2 separate regions of the Sus scrofa genome follow, and region 1 is linked to region 2. Evidence: chromatin contacts called from public HiChIP or PLAC-seq data. All regions are on one chromosome and are shown on one strand. Each heading gives the region's core, a stretch centred on a gene start, on an enhancer-like site or on the middle of the called end of the contact. The rest is flanking DNA. Distances are from core to core; before and after follow the strand shown.

What was found. HiChIP or PLAC-seq counts read pairs in DNA pulled down with a chosen protein or histone mark.
Region 1: an H3K27ac HiChIP or PLAC-seq map of alveolar macrophages shows a contact between it and region 2. The contact joins the promoter of FAM78A here to the promoter of NUP214 in region 2. A contact is called at or near these places in 2 of 2 datasets of contacts at active chromatin or transcription factors (alveolar macrophages and skeletal muscle).

Annotation. Positions count from the first base shown.
Region 1 is chr1:271,256,335-271,259,353 of Sscrofa11.1, reverse strand. FAM78A (protein FAM78A) reads left to right here and starts at 1,515. Exons shown (of 2, transcript XM_013993942.2): 1 at 1,515-2,746. The coding sequence starts at 2,424.
Region 2 is chr1:271,102,307-271,105,298 of Sscrofa11.1, reverse strand. NUP214 (nuclear pore complex protein Nup214) reads right to left here and starts at 1,461. Exons shown (of 35, transcript XR_002337892.1): 1 at 1,055-1,461.

The sequences.
Region 1 (3,019 bases), core at 266-2,765, 150 kb before region 2:
GCTGATGGTGGATGAAATGATCAAGCCTGTACAGTGCCCATCACGGCTGGGGCCCAACAGGCCTGACCATCTGCCAGGGCGCCAAGATGCCCAGCACAGAGCACAGCAACACAGAGACCCTCTCCTCAAACTTCTCTCCCCACCCCCAACGTCCCAGCCCTGGAGCCTCCCAGAGCCCTGCACCGTTTTCACCCAGCCAGGCCCCACTGCTGCCAGGAGTGCCAGGGAAGCGCAACCCCTCTCCGCCTGCCCTGAGCCCCGCAAAACCTGCCGAGTTCAAAGGACACGAGGAGCAGCCCACCTGGACCCGAGACAGAAGCCGAACTACACTACCCAGAATTCCCGGGGCGGCCAGAAAGGAAATGTCGTTTCTGCAAGGAGAGGCTCAGCTCCCCCAGCAGCTGCAGAGAGCGAGGGAGCGAGAGGGGGGAGAGGGGGAGAGGATTATCAGGGGGAGGCGGGCTGAGTGCGGGAGCGAGGGTGGAGAGCAGGGCGGGCGGCGAGGAGGAGGCGGCGCCCGCCCGCCGCCGCCGCCGCCGCCGCCGCCGCCTGCGGACCTGCATCCCCGCGGGGCCGGCGAGCGGGCGGCGGTCCCTGCGTGCGCTGCGCTCCGGCCGGCGGCTGCGGGCGGACCCGGGGCCAGGCTGGTGCAGGGGCTGAGTTTCTGCAAAGTTTGACCTGGTTGCCTTTCCGATGCTGCAGCAGAGCAGGCAGCGCGGGGCGCGCCAGGCGGCTGCGGCGCGGCGGCGGGGCTGAGCGGCGACAGCATGCTCACAATGATCATAAAATAAAAGCAGGCGCGCGGGGTGGGGACGAGAGAGCCACCAGCCTCACCCCTCCGCCCCCGGCCACCCCCCAGCAGCCCGAGCTAGGAGAACGTGGGGGCCGGGGGCGCCCACGCCGGCCCCGGACCCCAGTAGAGCTAAAGGACCCTGCCCGGGGAAGGGGGTGGGGGCGCCCGGAGGACGTGCCTGCGGCGGGGTCAGGCGCGTCCGGAGGGCGGCGGCCCTGGCACGCGGAGCGGCCCGAGGGGCAGGTGAGTCGGCTGCGCTGCCCGGGTGGGGGCGTGCGCGCCAAAGTTCCCCGGCAGTGGCGAGCGCGCCGGACGCGCGGGGATCGGGGGCCGCTCGGGGCTGGCGAGGTGGGGACAGAGGCGCCGGACGCGGCGGGGCTGAGGCACTGCACTCTCCGGAGTCGGGGGACCCCGGCCCGGGAAGGGGCGTGAGCCCGATCAGACCCGCCTGCGGGGAGGCACTGCGCCCCCAGGGGCCCAGAAGGGCCCGGACGGGGAAGGGGCGGCTGCGCCGGCGGCGGGGCGGTGGGGACAGTGCCAGGACCTGAAAGTCCACAAGGCTCACTGCAGTGCCAGCCGGTCGCCCCCCGACCCCGCCTCCGGACGGAGAGGTGTCAGCGGAGATGTCACGGGCGGCGATTATTCGCTGGTGCGCGCGGTGGTGTGCCCGCCACTGACGGGGCGGGAGCGGGGGGGGGGGGGGCGCCGCCTCCGGGGAGACCGCCCAGAGCTGCGCCGTCAGCTCTGCAGCCCGCGCCCTGCGCACACGCGTCGCCGCCCCGCGGGCCCCCCGCAGCAAAGTTCGGCTCAACTTTGAGGCGGGCCTTGACGCCCTGTCCCTTCCACCTCCCACCAGGTCCTCGGCGGCCGCGGCGAACCAGGCAGCGGCCCGATCGCAGCCCCGGGTCCCCGCACGGCGGCGGGCAGCGCCAGCGCCAGCGGCGAAGGGGACGCGGTGCGTTCGCGTGGGGGGCTTCGGCCCGCGCCCGCGAGTGGGCGCCGACGGGGACCCGCGCAGCGCCGCGCTCTCCTCGGGGACGCTGCGGGCGACCGGAGCCGGGAGCTCGCCTCCTGGAAGCCCCCGAAGGCGCCCGGACCTCGGCGGATTGAACAGTATCTACCGCTCTTCCATTGATTCGGCCGGGCTGGGCGAGCGGCCGGCTGCCTGTGCCCCGAGCGCGCGTGCGGAAGGCAGAAGGGCAGGAAGTCGATCTTGTGCAGCGAGGGTGGCGGCACCGCGCAGGGGACCGCCGGAGCCTTCCTTATTTATGTGTCTGCCGGCATTTGCCTTCTTCTCCCAAGACTTCAGGGAGCGTCTCTGAGCTGCGTTCCCCACGCGTGAGGCACGGAAGGGCTGGATGTCTGAACAATATGATTATCCACTAACCTCCAAACTCTCCTTTTTTTAACCCAAAGAATATCGGTGATTTTTGTCCACTGCTAGCAGAAGAAGAGAGAACCCAAGGCCCTTGAAATGCAGCAAAATCCTTATTTATAAAAACAGGCCCTAGGTAGTGATATGCAAAGCCCCTCTGCTCAGTGAGTTTTCTATCCTATGGATATCGGCCTTGAGATTTGAGACTGGAGAGCAGTACCGTCTGCACTGGGTCCCGCAGCCTCCGTCCTTTCAATGCCCAGTTTCCTCTGGGACTGCTGGCCTTCCCTGGAGATCAGAGCGGTACTGTGTGCCATGGGCTGTATTCAGAGCATCGGGGGCAAAGCCAGAGTCTTCCGGGAAGGCATCACGGTGATTGACGTGAAGGCCTCTATCGACCCCATCCCCACCAGCATCGATGAGTCCTCCAGCGTGGTGCTCCGCTACCGGACACCCCACTTCCGTGCCTCTGCCCAGGTGGTCATGCCACCCATCCCCAAGAAGGAGACCTGGATAGTTGGCTGGATTCAGGCGTGCAGCCACATGGAGTTCTACAACCAGTATGGGGAGCAGGGCATGTGAGTACCGCTTAGGAGCAAGCTCCAGGGGCCGCTTGGGGTCGGGGAGCTGGGAGGCCGGGGTGTGGGTGGCGTTCCAGAGGGGTCTCGCCAAGGCCAGAGGGGAGCGGTAGGCAGACATGGCAGTGGCCTCTGAAGCCTCCTTGGCCAGGGGCACTAGAGGGCTTGTCTGCTGATTCACACTGGGGTCCTGGCTCTAGGACCTTCCCTTCCACTGTCCCTGGCCCCTGGGGTTCCTGCTTCCCTCCCTGCACGAGGCCCGGAAAGGAGAGG
Region 2 (2,992 bases), core at 212-2,711:
AGTGAGTCCAGGGATCAAACCCGAAACCTCATGGTTCCTAATCGGATTTGTTTCCACTGGGCCCCGACGGGAACTCCCCTACTTGGGTCTTGTAACCAGTAACCCAGGAAGGTGGTTGTTCTTAAACCTCTTCATCCTTCTGCCCCAGCATATCTGAGGAACATGGCACACTCACTGGGTGGCTCATCCAGGGCAGTGATTCTCAAGGAGAAAGAGAGCATCACAGCTCTAAACATGGTATGGATTACTACGCTTTAAATGCACTTCAGTGATTAGTTGTTCAGATACCTAAAGTCTTCCTACAACACAGTCCTGTTTTCTTGTGAATTCCCTCTCATCATTTGGCTCAGCTGGCCCGCTCAAGTGTTCTGACTTCAGGTTGATTTCCAGGACCAAAAGAGTCCTCCAGTTCCAGTTAACTAAAGCTCTTACAAGGTTCAGTGATGAACGGGCAAGCCTGGACCACCTTACAGAAGTACTGGCACCTGAGAGAGGGTCTTGAAAACACTAACGACAAACACCTAAATTTCTGCACGCTTGTCAAATGAGGCTTTGGGCAAGTTACTTTCTGAGCCTCAACTTGCTACTCTATATTAACAAGCACTTCGTAAGTTGCTGTGATAATTATCAGTGCCTGGCATAAAGCAAACGCTCGATACACAGTGGTTATGACCACTACTCCGACCACCACATTAGAGTAGGTAGGAGAAGAGTTCCCTTGTGGTCTAGCGGTTAAAGGATCCAGAGTTGTCACTGCAGCAGCTCGGGTTCGATCCCTGGACCAAAAACTTCCGCAAGCCGCGAGCGCGGCCAAAAAAAAAAGCGTAGTTAGGATAACTCAAGAAGCTCAGACAAGACCAACTAGGGCGGCAAAACTGCATTCAGTGGGGCTTTTACGCCGGCGGCACGGCAGAGCTCTCCAGGACGCGTTGGTGAGAACCGTGAGCCCGGCAAACAGTTCGAGCTGCAGGCGGGGGGCGGGGCAGCCGACACTCGCGTCTCGCAGGCAACACCTGAACTAAGAAAGGGGGGGAGGCCCCGGCCAGTGTCTGACCTTCATCTCCCGCTCGGGGATCACGGCGTCCATCTCGTCTCCCATCTCGCCGCTCTCAACTGGTCAAAGCAGCCACCGCGGCTGCCCGGGGCCTCGCCAACACTACCCAGGCGCTTCCAGGCCAACTTCCTTTCTTCAGGTTGAGCAGCGCTCCGCAGATTACGTACTTCCGGCGCGCATTGGTGACGTCAAGCTCCTCGGTCCGCGGACCTGTGAAGGGAGGCTGAGGGCCCTTCTGAAGTCTTGAGCCCTCCTGGCCGCCGCCTCCCATTGGCTGGCTTGGACCGAGTAGGGGGCGTGGCCCGGGAGCTGGGGCGCCTGCGCGCGGGAGGTCCGGTTGCAGCAGCCGCTTTAGCAGGTGGCGCGGTTTCGCTTTCGTTCTTTGAGCGGTGCACCTGCAGGGCCTCCACGCTCGTTTAATGGAAACGACACTGTAATCTGTGGATGTAGGTGGTTATTAATAGCTCCAATTGTAGAGAAGTTAGGAACTTGACAAATACTTCCAAGGGGCAGCTCCTGAGAAGGGCTTTGGAGGCCGGGAGAGTGGAGGGAAAAGTGCGGGAAGTTGGTGAGGTGGGTGTCGCCAGCGAGACTCTTCTGTGTCTAATGGCTGAAAGGGGAGATTAGAGGGCACCAGTGATTAGCTTTGTTTACGCCTTTCAAGGTAATCGTTTCCGGTGCAAGGGCCCAAAAACTGGGCAAAACACTATTTAATTTATGGTTTTTAGGCCCCGCCTGTGTGGCATATGGAAGTTCCCAGGCTAGGGGTCTAATTAGAGCTACAACGGGCAGCCTACACAGCAGGCCACAGCAACGCGAGATCCCCGACCCCACCGAGCCAGGCCAGGGATGGAACCCGCATGGTCCTGGATACTAGCCAGATTTATTTCCGCTGTGCCACAACGGGAACTCCCACAAAACACTTTAGATGTGTTGTTTACTCTTCAGTAGTCACCTAGGGGTTGTCACTGCCATTTAATTGATTGAGGTGACTGGAAGCACAGAGGAGTTAAGAAAATTCCCCAGTGCCCCTCAAGTGGTGAAGGCAGGATTAGAGTTCGGCTTGTCTGAATATACTGATTGCTGACTATGACACAGTCCTACGTAGAGATTTTTGCAGTGGAACTGTAAATGCTCTAGGACAGAGATTCTTAGCTTGGAGGCTGTGATCAGCTCCCGGGAAGATGGGGGGAGGGGTACGTATTCTGTCACTGCTTGGTTTTCAGCAGACTCCTCATCTGCTCCAAGCCTGCTTCTCATTTCTCAAACAAAAATGACATAATGGAACCTTACTCATGGGGTTGCTATGAGAAGCAAAGGAAGTTCAACGTTTAACAGCACCTGGCACACAGGACACATTCTTTTAGTCTGTCACTATATCAGCTAGTGCTTCTCAGTTTACTAAGGCCCAGAACCACCCCCAAAATACACCAATCAAGACGTTGATAAGTTTGTTTTATTTCCATTCTGTAGAGATATCTGGTACCGCACACACTCACATGCATACATACACACATACTGCATCCACCTGAATTTGCCCCATACACTCCCTCCTTTCCAATGGCAGGGGTGAAGCCATATTGGCAGCCCCCAAGTTGCTGGTTATATTAGTTAGATTTGGTCTTTCAGAGAGGAAACAGCGGAACTTCTAAGAAGCTGAGCCCATGGCCAGAAAAATAAGAGTCCTAGAGCTAATGGCCACAACCTGAAATACACACACACACACACACACACACACACACACACACACACACACACACACACACACACACACACACACACACACACACACACACACACACACACACACACACACACACACACACACACACACACACACACACACACACACACACACACACACACACACACACACACACACACACACACACACACACACACCCTTTCCAGGGACCACTCTTGAGACCCAGGAGCTGA